Linked DNA regions of Sus scrofa: region 2 is linked to region 1. Evidence: chromatin contacts called from public HiChIP or PLAC-seq data. All regions are on one chromosome and are shown on one strand. The core of a region is the stretch at or near the end of the contact, and the rest is flanking DNA. Distances in the headings are between cores, read along the strand shown. Region 1 holds the start of VPS54 (vacuolar protein sorting-associated protein 54). Region 2 holds the start of LOC106507380 (proline-rich protein HaeIII subfamily 1-like).

The links. HiChIP or PLAC-seq counts read pairs in DNA pulled down with a chosen protein or histone mark.
Region 2: an H3K27ac HiChIP or PLAC-seq map of alveolar macrophages shows a contact between it and region 1. The contact joins the promoter of LOC106507380 here to the promoter of VPS54 in region 1. A contact is called at or near these places in 5 of 47 Hi-C or Micro-C datasets (fibroblasts, heart right ventricle, liver and 1 more) and 2 of 2 datasets of contacts at active chromatin or transcription factors (alveolar macrophages and skeletal muscle).

What each region holds. Positions count from the first base shown.
Region 1 is chr3:77,854,666-77,857,365 of Sscrofa11.1, forward strand. It overlaps VPS54 (vacuolar protein sorting-associated protein 54), which reads left to right and starts at 1,428. Exons shown (of 23, transcript XR_002342640.1): 1 at 1,428-1,945.
Region 2 is chr3:78,029,504-78,032,203 of Sscrofa11.1, forward strand. It overlaps LOC106507380 (proline-rich protein HaeIII subfamily 1-like), which reads left to right and starts at 1,260. Exons shown (of 2, transcript XM_013987892.1): 1 at 1,260-1,278; 2 at 1,332-2,359. The coding sequence starts at 1,260. The coding sequence ends at 2,359. It overlaps UGP2 (UDP-glucose pyrophosphorylase 2), which reads right to left and starts at 1,130. Exons shown (of 10, transcript NM_213980.1): 1 at 934-1,130. The coding sequence starts at 952.

The sequences.
Region 1 (2,700 bases), core at 178-2,677:
GGTTATAAATGCAAATATTTTTAGAAGGCCAAACCACCAGGTTTAATACAGTTTTCAAACTATTGTTGACTTCCTGATGTGGTTTCAAAATATAGGAACCTGCTAAATCCATTACTTAGTATATATAACCTATGAACTGATTTTAGACTTAAAGTGAAATTATTTTCCTCTCTGCCCTTTGACAAAATTTGGTGAGTCTTTCTTTGATATATTCATAATATAAGGTCATTTGGCTTTATGAGATCAGAGATTGAGGAGGATTTATCATTTTACAGTTAAATATAGTTCACATTGGAGGTTGATAGTCTTACTCTCCTTATTATAAAACTGTAAAGAATTGAATTTAGAAAAACATAATATAAGAATTTCCTCTCACCTATTTTTTGCTGCTTGCTTCTCTTTTGTTCTTCCTTTCCCCTCAACTTTAGCTCTTTAGTGGGTAAAATACCGTTTCACAAAGTGTTATGTTTGCAGTTTCCAGAATGACTTCTTACTAGTGAAATTTGCATCAACTTTTTTTCTCCCCAACTGTTATTTTCACTTTTGATTTGTTTAAACAGTCTTATAAATGCCTGAAATATTGATATTTTTAAGCAAAGATATGGTTTCAAAATTGAAAGAAACCTTCCTAAATTAAGACATAAGCACTCAAACGGCCCTTTCCTCTCTTTTAAAAAATATTCTAACATACTCCCTTTCTTGTGGATTTCATTTCACTGGATTAAGATTACTAGCCCTCTGAAACCGGGCTGAATTGGATTACTGTCAAGAATTACAGGGAGGTGGTATTAAAAATACACACTTCAAGTATCTCAAATAGCAGGAATGACTGATTTCAGCGCCAGAGAAGTGTGATAGGTGCCTGGGAGGAGGCCCTGGAACTAGGGGAAACTTTGGAGAAAGACTGGGTGGGGGAAGGCTTCCATAGAGAGACTATGCACTGTTTCCGGAGTCCATGGATTGTTGGGGAAGGGGTGACCTTAAACCTTTCAAAGGACATGTAATTGGGAAACTCAAAGTGAACAGCCTTTCACTTTGAAAGTGTGAAAGGAAAGGTGGAATGTTATGGAAGTATCTACTTTAATATGTGCTGGGGACTTTGAGATGTTTGGAGTCGGTTGGTCTGGGGCGTGGGCGAGGGCCACGCAGAGGGGTCGCGAACCCGTCCGGGGGAGCGGCCGGCGGCACCCGGCTGCTCCAGAGAGCACCTCGGGGTGGGGGAAGGGAAGGGTCGTGGGGAAAAGTCGAGTTCATCGTGAGTTTCTGTCTTTGCGTGGAGGCCTCTTAGAGGAGGCGCCGAGCAGTCGCGCGGGGCATTCCCTGCTCCGGGGGAACGCCAGCGGCGCCCGCGCCCAGCCCGGCCCTCTCCCAAGGCTGCGAACACTCCCCCCCGGCCTGGGCCGCGGCCCGCCCGCCCCGGCGGAGCCGCGCGGTGGATTGTGGGCTGGGGGCTGCGGCGCCCTCGCGGCGGCCTCTGGAGCAGTCTCCCCGGACCTGGCCGGGCCGCGGCAGGCCGGCGGGGTGAGGGGAGGCAGTGGAGCAGGGAGCAGAAGCTCTAGTGGTAGTGGTCGCAGCGCGGCGGCGGAGGCGGCGGTAGCGGCTCCTCTGGAGGCCGGGGATGTGGGAGAGGCGGTGGCAGCAGCGGCGGAGGCGGCGCTGCGGACCCGGGGGAAACTGCTGGCTGACAGGACACCCGGGAGAGACGTGAGGGAGCCGCCGCTGCCGCCTCTTAACCCTCGAGCGGAGCTGGGCTCGAGAGGGCGACCCTTTGCTCCCCCGGCTGACGAGCCAGCCGGCGCGGGGCGGGGGCGGGAAGCCGGGCTCGGGCCCAGCGGGGCTCCGGGCGGCGGCGGCCGCGGAGCAGCAGCCTCGGCGCGACGTGGAGGGTTGGAGGCGGCGGCAATGCACTAGGCCTCGCTCTGGGGCGGCTGCCCGGGACCCGCAGGTAGGTGTCTGACCGGCCCCACCGCCCCCCAGCATTTCGCGCGTCCCCTCCCGCCTCCCCCCAACCTCCGGTGAGAGAGGACCGAGACCCCACCCCCTCTGTCTCCTCCCCGGCCCAAGCCGGCGGAGTTTCTCGGCCACAACTGACGGGCGCCGAAGCTTCCATTCCTGCTGGCCGCCTTCTCCTCCTTTTCCTTCTCGCTCTCGCTGTGGGATCGGCCGGCAGCTGTGTTCCTCACCTCCAGCCCGCGGCCGCGACGCCGCTCTTTTCCCTTCTCAACCCCTCTCGGGGATCCGGGCTGTGGAACTTCCACCACCCCCTTTAGATGCTCCCCCCAAACTTTCCCTTTCTTTTCCCAGCTGGGCCCTTAGCCCTCTTTTGATCCAAAGGGGTAATTTAAATTGAAGGAAAAAAATCATTTGTCTTCTTGGCCAAGGCCAGCCAGAGAATAACTCGGTATATTTCACTTTGGCACTGTAGCTCACAATCATTTGTTCAATAATTAATTTTTTTCAGTTATGCTTCTTTCCATCTCTGCGTTGATACAAAGGCAGGCCTCCCCTGCCGTCCTGCCATTGACAAGGGAACTTTTGCCTGCCCATATAATTAACCACTTGGTCTGTCCTTGTGCTGAATTCGGGATGCTCTTTATAAAATTTTGGCTGACCCGGGTTTTTTCGTTTTGTTTGTGGGTTTGTTTGTGTGGGTTTTTTGTTTGTTTGTTTGTTTGTTTTTTTGAATTCCCCTTTAACTGG
Region 2 (2,700 bases), core at 10-2,509, 170 kb after region 1:
GTCAAATGATAACCATTACTGGCACAATTTTTTAAGGTACATCTACATTTACTGACAGTCTCAAAAAGTGGTTGTGAACTTTACTAGCTGTGTGTTCAGCAAGATGGCTGAAGCTTTCACACTCTGGGGTCGGAAAGAGAAGGGTTTACTTGCATACCACAAGGCAAGTCCTATGCTACAAATTAGTGACAGAGGTTTAAGGTAGCACCAACTTCAATGTGTTCACATTCACAGACGTATACACAATGTTAAAGCTCAACTCAGTTGAGTGGCATTCCCTAACCCTTTTTTAAAAACACACAGAATTTAGAGGGCAATTTTCAAATTTCAAAGAAACCTTAATAATCCTCCAGATTTCAAAGAAGGAAAAAATAAATAAACACAGCAATGCAGCAAAGTCATTTCTCCTACTGAAATGACCTCCAGCTTCTAGGAGCTACTCCCGGTTTCGCAATAAATGAATCTGAGACTCAAACCACGTACACACCAATGGAGAAGCTGAGAACACTAAAGCTTCCCCAACAGTCCTGGCAAAAACCCACTTGCCTCTCCCCAGCCCTCCAGTTCTTCTTCCCATCTGCACCCACAGAGTTACCTTGACTTCGACCAAGAAAAGAGAACAGGGATTAATCAGCAGCCAAAATCCTGTTTTCTCATTTTCAGCCACTATCCTGGGGAGCCAGAGTGCTACTAACCTGATTCCAGGGAGGCAGAACTAAACGCAGCAGAGTACCAGGGTATAAATTATACGTATCTGAAACACCAACCCAGCCAGCACTCAAGACAGCTCAAATGTCAGTTTAACGAAAAGGGTTTTGCAAACAGTATCTCAAATGAACATTTCCACTTTGAAACCACCCACCAACCTCTCGACTGTCAGTACCCAAATTCAGTACTACTAAAGTAACCCGGGAGATAAGAAGCGTGTCTTACCTTGTACAAATCTCGACATTTTAGGGATTTATTAAAATACTCTGGCTTTTGTATATATATTTAAATTTCTAGAGGAGTCACGCTATAGAGCGGGTCTCTCTTCCACCTCTGCTTTAACAACCGACCGACGAGTTCTTTCTCCTCTTCCAATGCTTAGCCACTTATGGGAGTATTTCTTAAAAGCGACTAAAACTACCTCAAAAAAAAAAAAAAAAAAAAAAACCACCCAGGAGAACCTTCCCCACTTCCAAAAGACAGAAACTTGGTGCGACTGAGTCTGCTTGGAACTCCAGCCCACACTGCACCCCAACACAAATGAGGGCCAGATGGAGACTCCCGGAAAAGGTAAAATCACAAGAACTTAAATTTCATCAATGAAAGAGGCGGATCTAGAGCAGCTACTTCACCGCCCCCGGGTCCCCACGCCCTCCGGGGCCGGACAGCAGCAGGCAAAGGCGGGCCGCGCCCCCGGTTCCCCCTCCCCTCGCTGCCGTACAGGCTCCGGCCCATTCCCCGGAAAACTCCGGCCAACTGCAGTCCCCGCCCAAACAGGGGTCGGGAGGAGGGAGAGGGGGCAAAGAGGCGCAAAGAGGGTCCATGGAACCATTTCTACCAGCCCATAAATATCCCGGGACTAGGAGGTGCTAAAAATTCCGTGCGCGGGCGTGCAAGGGCCTCCCGGCGCCCCCCTCCCGGCTGCGAGTGGCGGCAACACTGCGGCGGCTTTTTCCCGGGAGGGGCCGAAGGCTCCAGGGCCCCTCCCCCTCAGAGGACACTAGGGGGCCACCCGGGAGGGGAGAACCCGTGCGCCGCCCCGAGTCCGAGGTACAGGAGCCCGGGAGGGCCCGCCCGGACTACTGCACATTCTAGTCCCTCCTGGCCGAACCCAAATTCGGCCTCTGGGGCCAAACTGTGGGTCAGGCAGAGGGGCTCTAAACGCCTTAGAGAGGAGGAACGCACCCGCCCAAGGGGTGGTGGGAAGTCCGCCCCGGCCCCTCCCCAAACCGCCTCGGAGACCCACCTTCCACCTCCTCCTTTAGCAGCTGAGAACTTGGGGGCGTTTATGGCGCCCCCGGAAGAAGGTTCGCAGACTGAGAGACTATCACCTCTGCGGCACCCTTCTCTCTCCCCTTCTCCTTTCACACATGCACACCTCCAGCCTCTCGCCAGTGGTCGCAGCCCAGCTACTGAACCCCCTCTGTCCACCTGGCTGCGGTCTCGCAACACCCAAAGCCCCCCCTTTCTCCTAAACACTTCCCCTCCCCCTCCATTCGGAGCAGCCCCCCTCAATGCGGAAATGTCCCCGCCGCGCAGACAGATAGGAGCAGCCACCAGTCAGGAGCCGAGGCGGATTCAGGCCCTGGCCAATGAAATGTACGGAGGTGGCAGGGGGCGGGACGTCTGCGGCCTGAGGGAACCCAGCTGAAGTGGGCGATGATCCCGGCGACGGATCCCGTGTGTGAGAGCCCCACCTCCCACGACTGGGAAAGGGGTGTTCCACCACTAAAACTCCAGCTTTCCATGGATACTTCAGCAAGGGAGAGAACCTGAAGCACCAGTGGTTATTTTTACAGTGCTTAAAAATGTTTCGGCTTACCAGAGATTGAAGATGCCTATCCTGTGGCTGAAGCCAGAGCACCCCACTGCAACTACTCAACAACTTGAGAGAGCCCAGGCCCTTTTCTGTAGACACAAACTATTCACACACCTGGTCTTGGGAGGGTGAAGATGCGTTAAGAAGAAAGCAGTGGGATGTGTGGGATCCAC